2 separate regions of the Arachis hypogaea genome follow, and region 1 is linked to region 2. A link is a contact called in public Hi-C data. All regions are on one chromosome and are shown on one strand. The core of a region is the stretch at or near the end of the contact, and the rest is flanking DNA. Distances in the headings are between cores, read along the strand shown. Region 1 has its middle 17 kb from the start of LOC112721838. Region 2 holds the start of LOC112722687 (squamosa promoter-binding-like protein 1).

Region 1 (7,588 bases), core at 181-2,680, 66 kb before region 2:
CCAAGCAATCTATTTCACTTGTGATATTTCTACATTTCGCTTTTCAAATAAGAATTAAATCCCGTCAAATCGCGAAAAATTTACTTCGAAAAATGGGTGCTCGGGGAAGAAAACCAGCACAGCCATGTAACCAATCTCCATTGAAATTACGTAAGATATAACTAAAGTCAATAGCATCACCGACATTATTAGTATTACAGTTTAATTTTACTGAATTTTGAAAAGGAAAAGAGCGCGTTAAAATCAAAGAAGATGGGGGTAAAAACATGTTGAAAAATGAAGATCTTATGGAATATGTCTATTTATCACCCCTATGATCATCTCTATTGAAAAAATTAGTCGTTACAGTTTATTGATTGATAATAGATATTCTTAAAAAGATTAGGAACTGTGACATGAACACTTTATTTGAATGTAGGAAAGAAAATGAAAGGAAAAAAAATAAAAAAAAAAAGAAAATAAGAAGAAAGAAAATAGAAGAAAAAGTAGGGTTATTTATATGTTGCTTAGATGAATAGAAAATAGATGAAAAGAAAATAGAAAAAAAATTTTATTTGGATAGAAAAAGAAAATGAGAAAAAAATCATAATAGTATAAAATTACATTAATACTCTTATTATAAAATAAAGTATAAATATTTTTATTTATCTATGTTTTATTAGATTTTATAATTATTATAAAATATTATAATTTCATATATTTGATTTAAATTATTTATCTAATACATATAATGTTTAAATATAAATTTTTATTATAATATAATATTAAAACTAAATTTATATTAATAATAATATAATTAAGGATAGTTACAAAAAAATATAGCATTTTTTTCTTTTTTTTTTTTTTTGTGATGGAAAAAAATTTTTTTAGTAAGACTTACACAAAAAAAAATTTCTTTCTTATTTTCTTTGATAACCAAATAAAAAAATATTATTTTTTATTTATTTTATTTTTATTTATTTATTTTTTACTATTTTTTCTCCAATCAAACATAGTGAAAATGAGAATTATCCCAATTATATGAAATAATGAATAACGCAGTTTTATGACCCGAATCAAAAGTGAAAAGAATACCAATCTACTTGAGCGTATCCTCCTAGTTCCTTCAATTTTTTTTTTAAATTAAACTGGTAAATAATAATAAAGTGACTAATAATAAGTCATTTAATTACATAATTATTTTTATCTTTTTTGTCGTCTCTTATTTTTAATTTTTAATTTTTTTTTCTTTGAATTTTTCTTTGGTTGCTCCTAGCGGAATTCCAACTCCAAACAATTATTTAAGAAGACGAGTGAAGTGACGGCCAATTCAAGTTGGTTTATTTTTTTGGATTTTTTGTCATTATTTTGGTGCATTTGAATGGGCTCATATTTTGGACTTACGTACAATCTAGTACTAGATATTTCACATTTCCAACCTTTTAGTTTTCATTAGAGGACCAACTTATATAGAGTTGAGTCTTCAGTATATTGGACCTAAATTATAATATCACTTTGGGCTACTTTTTCTTTTTGGTATTTACTTTGGGCGAGTTGTAGAATTCGAAAACGATTTGGTCTTAGGCCCCGATTCACCCAAGGAAAGCAGAAAGAAACGAAAACTTGTCCAAGAAAAAACTTAAAAAAAAAAAAATCAGAAAACCATTGAGGTGTGAAGAGTTTGTAATCATAATAGGACAATCCTATAATAAAAAAGTTGTGTGTGGAGAAAATGAAAAGAAATGTATAATTTATTTTAAAAAATTAATAAAAATAAAATGACACATTTTTTTAAATAAGTATTAATAATTTATTAATTTTTTTTATCTCTTTACTATTTCTTCTCTTTACCATAGTATGCACCATCATGTTTTCAAAATAATTTAATACAAGTAGTTGTTGCTCCGATCAGTTAAGCGTCATATCTTGAAGAGTGAACTACCATTTCTATCCATGAAAGTTAAAAACGTTGACATATCTACTTATAAAAGAAGGAAATTACTATTTGTACCCATAAAATATGGGTTCCGAACAACAAAATTATCTAAACACTAAAAGATCATCTAAAATCCTTAAATTACCCTTATCTTCATCACCACTTTTCTAATCTCAAATCCCACCACCACCCAAACTCTTCTTCACCACCACTCTCATCCCCAACTACCACCATCACTGCCGCCATCCAAAATCCGCAAGCTTCCCAGACGACTTCCCTCCACGCAGTCTCCGCTCTCTTGGCCCTCCTTTCCTCCTCCCTCCGCGACGTAATCACCCAATCGCGCACTGCCGTCACTGCCGTAGCCGCAGCAGTAACTGTCTCCCCGCGCCTCCAGCTGCGCGCCCTAGAACTCTCCGTCGGCGTGTCCCTCGATCGCCTCCCCTCCTCCAAATCCTCATCGACCTCCTCCACTACTGACGACGACGGACCTCCGGTGTCGAACTCCCTCATGGCAACCATAAAACGCTTCCAGGAGAACTAACGGCACCACCCGGATACCTTCCACTTGATGCAAATCCACAATTACCAAAACCCTCAGTTCAATCAAGGAACGACCTCGTTTCTGAAAGTTGAGCTCAAACACTTCGTTCTTTCAATCTTCAGCCTCCTAACCCTCCGCCTTCTTCTAGAATCTTCTCAAGAACATGCTACCCGCCCCTATCTTCCTCTGCAATCTTGACTCGGTGGTGGTGGTGGTGGTAGAAGTAGAGGGAAGGTTTGGTTGGTTGGGGTGGCGGAGAAGTGTGATGCGTATTCGAAGTTATTAGGTTTGTTCCCAAATGTGGAAATGGATTGGGATCTATATCCTATGACTGTCATATCTGCTACCCCTTCAATGGAAGGACTTTACCCTAAATCCAAGTATGTCTCTTTCTTTTCTTGGAGTTACAACAAGACATGGTTGAAGTTTGTACTTGTTCTGTATTTGGTTGAAATAATTTGACAAGAAACGTAGGGAGATACAGAGCGAGGGAAGACTAGAGGCGGCAGGTTGGTGTCGTTGTTTCTGGAACGTTCGTCGGAGGCACGGAGGTATTTTGAGTGATGGTGGTAGTTAGGGTGGTGATGAGGAAGAGTTTCAGTGGTAGTAAGGTTTGGAATTGGAAAAGTGGTTGTGTGGAGTAAGAGGAGAAGTTAGAGATGGATTATATTAAAGGATAATTTAGGAATTTTAAATAATTTTTTTGGATTTGGATAAGTTTGTTAGCAAAAATTTATGTTTCATGAGTACAAAACTACAAATGGTAATTACCTTCTTTTATGAATAGATATGTTAGCATTTTCAATTTTTATGGATAAAAATAATAGTTTATTCTATCTTAAATTCAATTTTTAGAAAATAACATGTATTCTCTAAGGTTTCTGGCCAACCCCATCCACCTTTTCTAACATATGTCATGGTTGAGATCTTAACTTTAGGGTAAAAGATACAATTAAGCCAAGGGAAGAAACAAATTACACGAATCAGCCAAACTGAAAATAGCTTCATGAATCAGCCAAACCAGATTACTATGTAATTCGAAACAGCTGGGTTCGAATTACATTAACACATAATTCGAATCAATATAACTCGAATTATAAAGGAACACGAGCCCAAGCTAATTCGAATCTACATGATTCGAATTACAAAGAAGTATAATTCGAACTAGGTTGGTTCGAATTACTCACAATTTGCCTCAAATAGTAATTCGAATGGGGCTTATTCGAATTACACTGGATTCGGCTATATAAGGAGTTCGAATTCCCCTCATTCGAATCACTTTTCCATCCTCAAACCCCACCAAATTCCAGAGAAAATGACCCATATTCGATCCGACAAATACTCGAGCAGAATACTCAGCTGATGGGGGACGATCCGAAAAGGCTATATCGGTTGGACGGAGTTGCTCATATAGCCGGGGTCATCAACGACGAGGTTAGTAGATAGAAAACTTTGTGCCAGTGGTTTATCTGAGTTAGTGGTTTTGCATGTGGTTTTAGTGGCGGTTTATTTTAGTGGTTTATCCTAGTGGTATTGCAAGTGGTTTATTTTAGAGATTTTGCATGTGGTTTTGTTGGCGGTTTATGTTAGTGGTTTTTATTAGTGGTTTTTGTTAGTGATTTTGTATGCGGTTTTGTTGATGGTTTATTCTGGCGGTTTATTTTGGTGGTATTGGAAGTGGTCTATTATGTGGTTTTGTATGTGGTTATGATAGCGGTTTTGCATGTGGTTTTCGTAAGTGGATTTATATGTGGTTTATGTTAGCGGTTTAAGCATGTGGTTTTGTTAGCAGTTTATGTTAGTGGTTTTTATTAGTGGTTTTTGTTAGTGGTTTGTATGCGGTTTTGTTGATGATTTATTTTGGCGGTTTATTTTGGTGATATTGGAAGTGGTTTATTATGTGGTTTTGTATGCGGTTTATGATATTGGTTTTGCATGTGGTTTTCATAAGTGGATTTGTATGTGGTTTATGTTAGCGGTTTAAGCATGTGATTTTGCTAGTGGTTTATTATATTGGTTTTGCATGTAGATTCTGTTAGTGGTTTTCATAAGTGGTTTCTGGTGCTAGTTATTTTTGTTAGTGGTTTTCTAAGTGGTTCTAATAATGCGGTCCATGTAATGCGCAGCCCCAGCGATGCATCTCGAGCATGCGGCGGCAGTAGGGCATGCGACTCGATGAACGGTATGTTCCGTACTTGCAGATGCCCGGATTATACCATCTTGCGAGGCTGAATGATAGATGGTTCCAGTTAGATGAGCCCCTTGTCAGTGCCTTCGTCGAGCGGTGGCGTCCGGAGACGCACACCTTCCACATGCCGTTTGGAGAGTGCACGATCACACTTCAGGACGTGGCGTACTAGTTGGGGTTGCCAGTGGACGAGCGCTATGTCAGTGGTTGCCTTACAGATTTCCAGATATACATCCAAGGTGGCCGTCCAGCTTGGGTATGGTTCCAGGAGTTGCTTGGAGTGATTCCTCCTCCGAGTCAGGTTCAGAAGTTCGCAGTAAACTACACCTGGTTCCAGGAGACTTTTGGAGAGTGCCCCGCGAGAGCTGATGAGGAGACTGTGCGGCGCTTTGCTCGTGTCTATATCATGATGTTGTTGGGCACTCAGCTGTTTGCCGACAAGTCCAGCAACCGTATTCACATCAGATGGCTACCCTACGTGGCTAGGCTTGAGGAGATGGGTGCCTATAGCTGGGGATCTGCAGCACTAGCATGGCTGTACCGGTGCATGTGTCGACTGTCCAACAGACACGTGGTGAAGTTAGCTGGCCCATTACAGATACTTCAGTCTTGGATCTTTTGGCGCTTTCCTAGGTTTAGGCCTGCTGGGTATGATACGTGCAGCTGGCCGTTGGTCTCGAGGTACCATTCTCGGACTCTTCTATTTCAAGTTAAATTAATTAATTCCATGTACGCTTGTAATGTAATACAATTTTGTCACACTTTTAATTAGCTATAACATGTGGAGGGTACTACTGTGTGCCAGAGCTAGAACTACCTCCCGCCCCTGCAGGCTCACTCGCTCCAATATCATCGCCACTGTCATCAGCAATCATATCCGGCTCCACATCATCGTCCTCTGGATCATCCAACAATCCATCTCCAGCCCCAGCCGGTGCAACACACTGTAAAGAGGTCGACAGAAATTTTCCGGTTCCAACCTCGTCGCCTACGCTGCCGTTGAGATCAACAGCGAACGAAGGGGAGGCGACAGGCTGGACGGGTGGCTCGTACACAGGGACGGAGGAAGAAACAACGGCAGGTCTGGAGCTAGAACCGGCTACCGTCCCTAAGGTGGGGGTATTCCGGTTCGAACCCCCCGAGCTGGATACCACATCAACCAACTTTGCCAACAGCTCTGGTGTCCTCACTTCGGGAAACTGCCGGCGACAGTGAAACATGACCTGTAAGTCCTCATCACTCCCGATCGTGAAACAATCATACTTCATAGTTTCTTGGAGCACCGTGATTGGAATGAGATAGAAAAACTTCTTAACCCGTTTCACACCTTCCAGACCAAGTTTCACCAGTACAGAGTTAACAAGGTCATCATAGCTCGTCGTAGGCCTCACAAAAATACTGAGAAGATCCTTATCAGTGAACTTCACACCGGAACGAGTTTTTCTCTTAATCGAACTTCTGTGGTGAACCAACGCTACAAAACTCTCCTCACTAGCCATTTTCCCCCTCTAATGAGAGCAACTCACGTTCACACCATATATATACATGTCTGGTCTTCACTAATTCGAACTAGTCTAATTCGAATTGTACAATGTGTAATTCGAATCAGCCTCTTTCGAATTACATAGGAATTGGAATTGAGGAGTAAATCGAATAAGCCTGGTTCGAATTACTGTTACTGTGTAATTCGAACAAGGTGAATTCAAATTACATGTTTTGGGTGACTCCTCACAATTCGAATCAGCATGATTCAAATTATATAGAAATAGAGTTCGAACTTAGCTGATTCGAACTACATATTATTGTGTTTTGGTTAATTGATAAAGCTAAATTCGATTTGGCTTAATCATGTAAATTTATTCTCTCCTTGGCTTATTTAGGCTTTTTACCCTAATAATAATAACATAGTTTTTCTTTCTTTATAATTAAATTTGATAGATTGATTTGGTCCTAAATTATACATCATTTTTCGTTCTCTTATGCTCAGGTCATAAGCCTTGAGAAGAATAGATACAACCTCCACAAGATCCTGCATGTCTTTCATCAATGCGAAACCAATGTTGGTTAGTTCTTAAAATAAAATATCTCATTGCATCGAGGTCAAGTCACTAGGCACCGGATTCAATAGTTCTAGAATGTTTGGACCACTAAATGGTCCCATAACAAAACATATTTTTTAAGTTTTTTTAATAACTGTTAAATAGTCCTATTTTAATTTTAATTACAAATTAATCCTATATATTTATTTAATTATAAAAATTATTTTTTATTTTACAAATTATTAATATTTATTAACAATAAAAATCAATAACGAATTAGATCTTCCATTGATCTAATAAACTTTTTGGCAAATCCAATTGATTAAACGTTTATTTTTGATCCGTGACATTCGTCCAGGACTATGAAATCGTGTTTCTTAGAAATCAATCGATTGGAATAACAAAATAATCGATTGAATTTCAGGTTTCCCACAACTCAATCAATTGGTCTACAGGTTATCACAAAACAATCGATTGAAAATTGTAAGGCAGTATGGTTTTCACAAAAATCAATCGATTGGTCATATTACCCAATCGATTGAACGATGACTAGAAGGTGGGTTTTTTATAATTCAATCGATTGTTTATATTACTCAATCGATTGAAGGCTTCAAAGCAACTTGAGGTTTCACAATTCAATCGATTGGTTGTGTTACCCAATCGATTGAAGTCTTTATAGCAACTTGGGGTCTCACAATTCAACCGATTGGTATGAGAATTCAATCGAATGGAAAGTAATGTAAATGTGTTTTTTTCTGCATTCTATTTATTATTTCAGCAACAATGCCATACAAATATCATGTCTTGTGAATTATATTTTATTTTATATAATTAATTTATTTAAAAAAATACGGATCTTTTTATTTGTTTGCATTCTATTTTGTTGTTTTCATATGTTCAAG
Region 2 (6,684 bases), core at 1,403-3,902:
AATTTCGTTCTTGAACAATTCGAACTGAGTAGGTTCGAATTATGTAGAACTGTAATTCGAACTAGGTTGGTTTGAATTACATAGAGATGTCCTTTGGTTGATACATGAACCAGATTTACCTTTGGCGGATTTGTGTAAATAATTGGTCACCATGGCTTATTAACGTTTTTTGTCCTTTTATGTTTTTAAAACTTAAGCTCAAGACTATTAATCATGAAAATAAAGTATTCAACATCTTTATTATTATTATTATTATTATTATTATATGTTGAACAAAAGATATATTAATAGTCACTTTTGAGTTTTGACCTACATAAATTATAAAAAGGGGGAAGGAAAATAAAATAAAGAAAGATAAGATGAAAAAGGCCATTGCCCATTGGCACTGGATCAGAGGATGATTTGATGAGTATCCCAATTTACATTTGAGTGTGTTCACACGCAAAAAAGGTCACAATCAAACCGTCAAGAGATCCCGCATGGTCATTTACAAAGGTTGATTTTGGTTTCGGAAAATTTGACAATGGTTCTAAACTTTGAATAGAACAACAGTGAGAGAGACATAGAGAGAGAAGTAAACTTGGTTGGTGGGAGAGAGAGAACAGAAGAGATTCCCTTCCTTAAAAAAAGTAGTAGTAATATGATGACATTTTAAGGGCCGTGTTTGGCTACGAAGTAAAATGAAAATTTGAGGACTCAGGATATAGGAATATAGGAATATGACAATGTGTTTTTGGTTCCAAGGAATACGACACTGTATTGCATAATGCATCATAAATTTTTTGCAATTTTTATTTTTACTTTTAAATTAGAAATAGAATTAGAAAGAATAAAACAATGAGAATTTCTATATTATTCTTATATTCGGAATCACAGGTACCAAATAGTTCACTTCATATTTTATGTGATGATCAAAAGAGTCTAACCAAATTAAAGTAATAAGTCAAAATAAATACCTATGCTTTTTTTGGTTAATTATGTCTCTTGAACAAGGAATTTTTAACATAAACATTATTTTTAATATTCGATTTCAGTTCAATTTTATTTTAGATATTATAATTTATAAATAAGTTTAATTTTAATGGACTGACAATGTAAAACGTTTTACATAATCGTGTAATTTTACCGTTCTTTTGGATGACCATTTATGCGATTAATATAAAAGGTAATTATTTTTACTAATATGACGTTATATAATTAGATATACGTGTAAAACTACTTTACACTGCCAGTATATTAAAATTAAATTTTTATAAAATACTTTATATGTATTTATAAAATTATATATCATAAATAATAATTTGAGACTAAATACGATATTTATTATTTTAATATTTAATTTCAATTTCTTTTAAAATTTATACAAAATAATAAAATTTAATTAGTTCTCTCTAAAATAAAATTGTCTCTCTTAAGTAAAAACAACCTCATTTCTTCAATCATTTTTTATACAAAATAAAATTTAAAACTGCATACATTAAATTTAAAACTTCATTTCGAGGTGTTTGATGAATTAGACATTAAAAAATAAGTCAATAAAATTGGTAAAAAAAATAGAATAAAATATATTTTTTATTTTTGAAGTATACCAAAAATTTTTAAAAAAATTTTTAATTTTATTTTATTTTAATTTTATTTTTAAAATTTTTTATTTGCATCAAATATATTTTTAGTAGCTAATTTTTCAAAAAAATTAAGACTAATTTACTAACAATTTTACAAAAATAACTTTAATGGTCAAACATTATTACTTAGTCTTAAATTTTTTGAAAATTTAGTTTCAGGTAATACAATTGATGTAAATAAAAATTTTTTAGAACAAATTTGAAACAATAAAATTTAGTAATATTTTTTAAATTTTTGATAAATTTTAAAAATAAAAAATATATTTTATCTTAAAAATATCATAAAAATATTTTACTAATTAAAAATGGGTAAAATAAAATATAAAAAAAATAAAATAAAAACTACATAATAGATTTATTATATAATATTGTATAATAATATATTTTGTAATATTTGGAAAAGCATGAAAGGTTAACTATTAATTCAGTATTCGAAAGATTTCATCACTGACAAAAAGGTTTATGAAAGATGCTATCGACTTATCAACAAAACAATTTCTAAATGATTTGAAAATATGACAAAAAAAACTAATAAATATTATAATTTTTAAAAATATGATAAAAACTTTTATATTTAACAAATGACTTATTCATTAAGTCTAAATTTTTATGGCAATATTTGAATAAATATTTAGAAAGTACACAAAAATAATTTAAAACAAAATTTGATATTTAGATTTTTTCTTTTTTTTTTCTCAAGAAAATATAATTATTCACAATAAATTCTTTTTTAAAAAAAATTCATTTGACAAAAAATATTAAAATTTAAGAATAAAAAATCTTATTTTTTAATTATGATTGTAAAAATTTATATTAAAATTAATTTCTAAAATTATTTTTTAGAATATATATTTAATATTTAATATATATATATATATATATATATATATATATATATTTTATCATATTTCTAAAATTTGCAGAGGTTTATTTATTGTTACCGTCTTTTAAAATTTTTTTTGTCATTTCAGATATCATTTTAATAGTTTAGTCAAGCATTAAAAAAACAATTGACTACAAGAAATTAGGGAGAAAAAAAAAAAGGGAAAAAAGGGTTATAGTGTGCTACAGTAACTGTCCGTGTCTGAGAGCAGTCATCACAGCACAACAGAAACAGAAACCTCAATTTGATAATCGCAATAACGCATATCAGACTCTTTCCTAATCTTCTCCTAATTTTCCATCCTTGTCCCTTTTTTAAGCCCAGCACTTCCATCTTCCTTCTTTCTCACCCTTTTCTCTCTCCTCTTTTCTTCTCCCATGTAAAAAATTTTCATGCTTGAGTCAAAATGCTCAAACAAGTTCCAATTTTGATGTTCTAGGTTGTGACCCTTTTGTATTTTGTTCTTTCCTGATGTGGTTTCCGCAGGTGGGTGCTGGAATTGGGAATTTTTGTTTGTCTGTGGCCCTTTGTTGCATCAATTATTGAGCTGGGTATTGTTAATTTTCTTGGATTTTGATTTATGGAAGCCAGATTTGGGGGAAAGAATCAGTTTTTATATGGAGCTGTGGTTCCAGAAATGAAAGGTGTTGGGAAGAGGAGTTTGGAGTGGGATTTGAATGATTGGAGATGGGACGGTGATCTCTTCACTGCTCAACAACTCAATTCGGTTCCATCAGATTGTAGAAGCCGCCAATTTTTCCCACCAAATCCTGAGATTCATGCAAATAATAATGCTATTAATGCATCTAACAGTATCTCTTCTTCAATCAACCCTGGTGAAGAAGGGAAGAGAGAGTTGGAGAAGAAGAGAAGAGCTGTTGTAATAGGTGAAGGCGAAGAAAGGGAGGAGCTGAATGATGAAGGAGGAGGTGGTGGTGGTGGTGGTGGTAGTTCTCTTAATTTGAATCTTGGAGCTCAGGTTTACCCAATCATGGTGGAAGGGGATGAGAAAAGTGGGAAGAAGACAAAGGTAGTAGAGACAGCTGCTACAACTTCTAACCGTGCAGTTTGTCAGGTACAAGATTGTAGGGTTGATCTTAGTGGTGCAAAGGATTACCACCGTCGACATAAAGTTTGTGATGTGCATTCTAAAGCTACCAAGGCCCTTGTGGGAAATGTTATGCAGCGGTTTTGTCAACAGTGTAGCAGGTTAGTTTGGTTGAAAAAAATTGATCAATTCTTCAGATTCAGATTTCAGATTTGTTACATGATCATCAAAATAATATGAGTAGTCAGGTGTCTGTGCTGTATCAAGTTTTTTAAGAACTTTAGCTGATTACTACTAAGTGGAAGTTGTTCAAAAGAACTTATTTTGATTGAAAAAAAGGGAAAATTTTCCAGGGCATTTACTTTAGTACTGAAGTTGGATGCCAACTTGCTAAATTCATGGCAGGTTTCATGCACTTGAGGAGTTTGATGAAGGGAAGCGGAGTTGTCGTAGGCGTCTGGCAGGCCACAATAGGAGGAGGAGGAAAACGCATCCTGATGCAGCTGGAGTTAATGGAGGTTCTCTGAATGGTGAAAGGGGTAGTAGCTATCTGTTGATGAGTTTGTTACGGATACTGTCCAATATGCATTGTGAGTATTTGTGTCATCAAAAGTTTTTTCTGCTTGGAATGCCTTTGTATTTAGTTGTTTGGTTAGTGTGCTGTGAAACTGGATCAAGTTATGATCAAGCTAGTTACCTGTATTGCTTGAGTGTACCGGTAAAGTACTAAAATCTTATAAACAGTACCCGTATTTGAGGTGGTTGCTACTATAGATAGATAACATCCAGGGTTAAGATGTATGGCTTGATTGCATAGTGAAGGGAAGATAGTTTAGAATGTAGGAAAATTGTGTGGGCAAGGGGAGCTAGTCACTTGGTCTTAGACATCTCATCTGAACCAGATTGAAATGATTTGCAACATGCAAGTATCTGATCAAAATGTATGATAGTGATTCTCTTTTGATTGTCGTTTCTAAGAGTGCCATAGTTCTTGTTATTTACTTGCCCGTGCCTCCTTCTGACTTTGGGCATACTCCTATTGCAAAGCTAGAAAGCCCGAGGCTTCATTCTGCTGAAACATTTCTTGAAAAAGAATGAAATTGCTTGTTTTTTTAGGTTCTAATATGATATGTCTCTGCTGTTGAAACTTCATATTTATGCCTCTTCTTCCCACATTCTGATGTGACCATTACCATATTTATTTGACCCCACAGATTGTGCTTTCTATAAATTGCAGCAAACGGGTCAGATAATACGAGGAACCAGGATATTCTCTCTCATCTACTGGGGAACCTGGCAAATCTGGCGGGTACACTTAATGAAAGAAGTGTAGCCTCTTTGCTGGAGGGATCTCAAGGTTTGGTAAATTCTAGGACACCTGAAGCTGCGCACAATGTGCCAAATCTTAATTCTAATGGTCCTGAAGCCTCAAGGCCTTCTGGTTCTTCCATCAAGACGGGTAACGGTGCCATCCGGCAGGATCCTCCAAGGTCTATGGTACAGTGTGAGGCAGCACCTTCGAATGCTGTCACAGAAAAATGCCTACCTTTAGGTCATGGTGCAGCGGCAAATTTGAAACCTTCGGGAATCCAGCCCTCCTCAAATATACTTCTATCGAGGGATAGCCAACCATCCCAGTTAATTGCAGCAGATACTAGTGTTGGAAGGGATCACTTAAATAACATCGACCTGAATAATGTATATGATGATACACAGGATTGTGCCGAGAATCCTAAGAAGTCTTCTGCTCCCATGGGAGAGGTTAGGTCTCTTGATCATCCTTTGTGGTTGCAATGTAACTCTCTCAAATCAAGTCCACCACAGACAAGTATAAACTCAGATTCAACCTCCACCCAGTCACCATCTAGTTCTAGTGGAGAAGCTCAGGTATGTTCTTTAGGTCTATATTTTAAGTTCATCTACTTATTCTTGATGTTTAACTCCAGTTTTGATAGTTTTAATATGATAGGATTTATACTTATTGACATTTTTTTTACCTCTTACAGTCTCGCACAGATCGAATAGTTTTCAAACTCTTTGGCAAGGATCCAAGTGATTTTCCCCATGTTCTCCGATCACAGGTACTTTCTGTTCATAAAATTGCTACAAACAATTGCACTGCACTGCTTCTTCATGCTGTGTTTAATTTATGGCATCCTTTTTGTTTTCAAGATCCTCAATTGGTTATCACACAGTCCTACCGAGATTGAGAGCTATATAAGGCCAGGCTGTATCGTGTTAACAATATATCTCCGCCTCGAGAAATCCGCATGGGAGGAGGTATTGTTTGTTATAAACCACAAATGTTGGTTGCTGGATGATACCATTTGAAAGGAAAAGGAAAAAAAAAAAGGAGAAAAATCTAGACGTGCTTATTACTATTTCAATATTGCAGCTCTCCTGTAACCTCGGATCCAGCTTGAGCAAGCTTGCTTCAAATGATTCTTTCTGGACAACAGGTTGGGTATATACAAGGGTGCAACAATCTGTAGCGTTTTTGTATAACGGTATGTTCTCCATCTGAGTGTGCGTTATGTGTGCATGTCCCTCGTGTGATTGTGATATTAAAATACCAGCAAGAACTTCTATTTTGGTTTTTTTGTTTTTACTTTATTTTGTTTTATTTTTGTGTATCCATCCTGCAGGCCAAGTTGTCTTAGACGCTCCCTTGCATCTTAGAAGCCCACAGAATTGTAGGATTTCATGCATTAAACCACTTGCTGTTCCTAAAAATGCAAATGCTAAGTTTACTGTGAAAGGGTTCAACCTTTTCAGATCCAGCACAAGGTAAAATCTTTATATATGATGATATCAAATTTTCTTACTTGAAAGGTTGTAGCTACAGACTAGCATTTGAAAAATGCAAAAACATAAATGTTCTTGGTCCATGTTTCTCTCTAAAAGTTTGGATGTGGGGAAGATCTAAGTTTTGATTTTTTTTTTCACAATTTTAGGATGCTTTGTGCTTTTGAAGGGAAGTATCTGGTACATGATAGTTCTCATGATTTGATTGATGTAGCCGATGTATCCGATGCAGCTATCCAACATCTCAGCTTCTCTTGTCAAATACCAAATGTAACTGGCAGGGGGTTTCTTGAGGTTGTATCATATACTTGCACTCTCAATTC

The links. Hi-C and Micro-C count contacts between places; a contact is called where the count stands out from the background.
Region 1: a Hi-C map of an unstated tissue shows a contact between it and region 2, with 4 times the contacts expected there. The contact joins the enhancer-like site here to the promoter of LOC112722687 in region 2. A contact is called at or near these places in 4 of 8 Hi-C or Micro-C datasets (leaf and an unstated tissue).

Annotation. Positions count from the first base shown.
Region 1 is chr11:133,399,838-133,407,425 of arahy.Tifrunner.gnm2.J5K5, reverse strand. No RefSeq gene overlaps it. Among protein-coding and RNA genes, the nearest start is that of LOC112721838, 17 kb to the left of the region's middle. Within about 2 kb of position 1,430, at least 3 of the 3 cell types and tissues checked have open chromatin away from gene starts, as enhancers often do.
Region 2 is chr11:133,336,230-133,342,913 of arahy.Tifrunner.gnm2.J5K5, reverse strand. It overlaps LOC112722687 (squamosa promoter-binding-like protein 1), which reads left to right and starts at 2,652. Exons shown (of 10, transcript XM_025773800.3): 1 at 2,652-3,717; 2 at 3,962-4,146; 3 at 4,794-5,443; 4 at 5,563-5,637; 5 at 5,729-5,836; 6 at 5,952-6,063; 7 at 6,202-6,343; 8 at 6,511-6,655. The coding sequence starts at 3,089.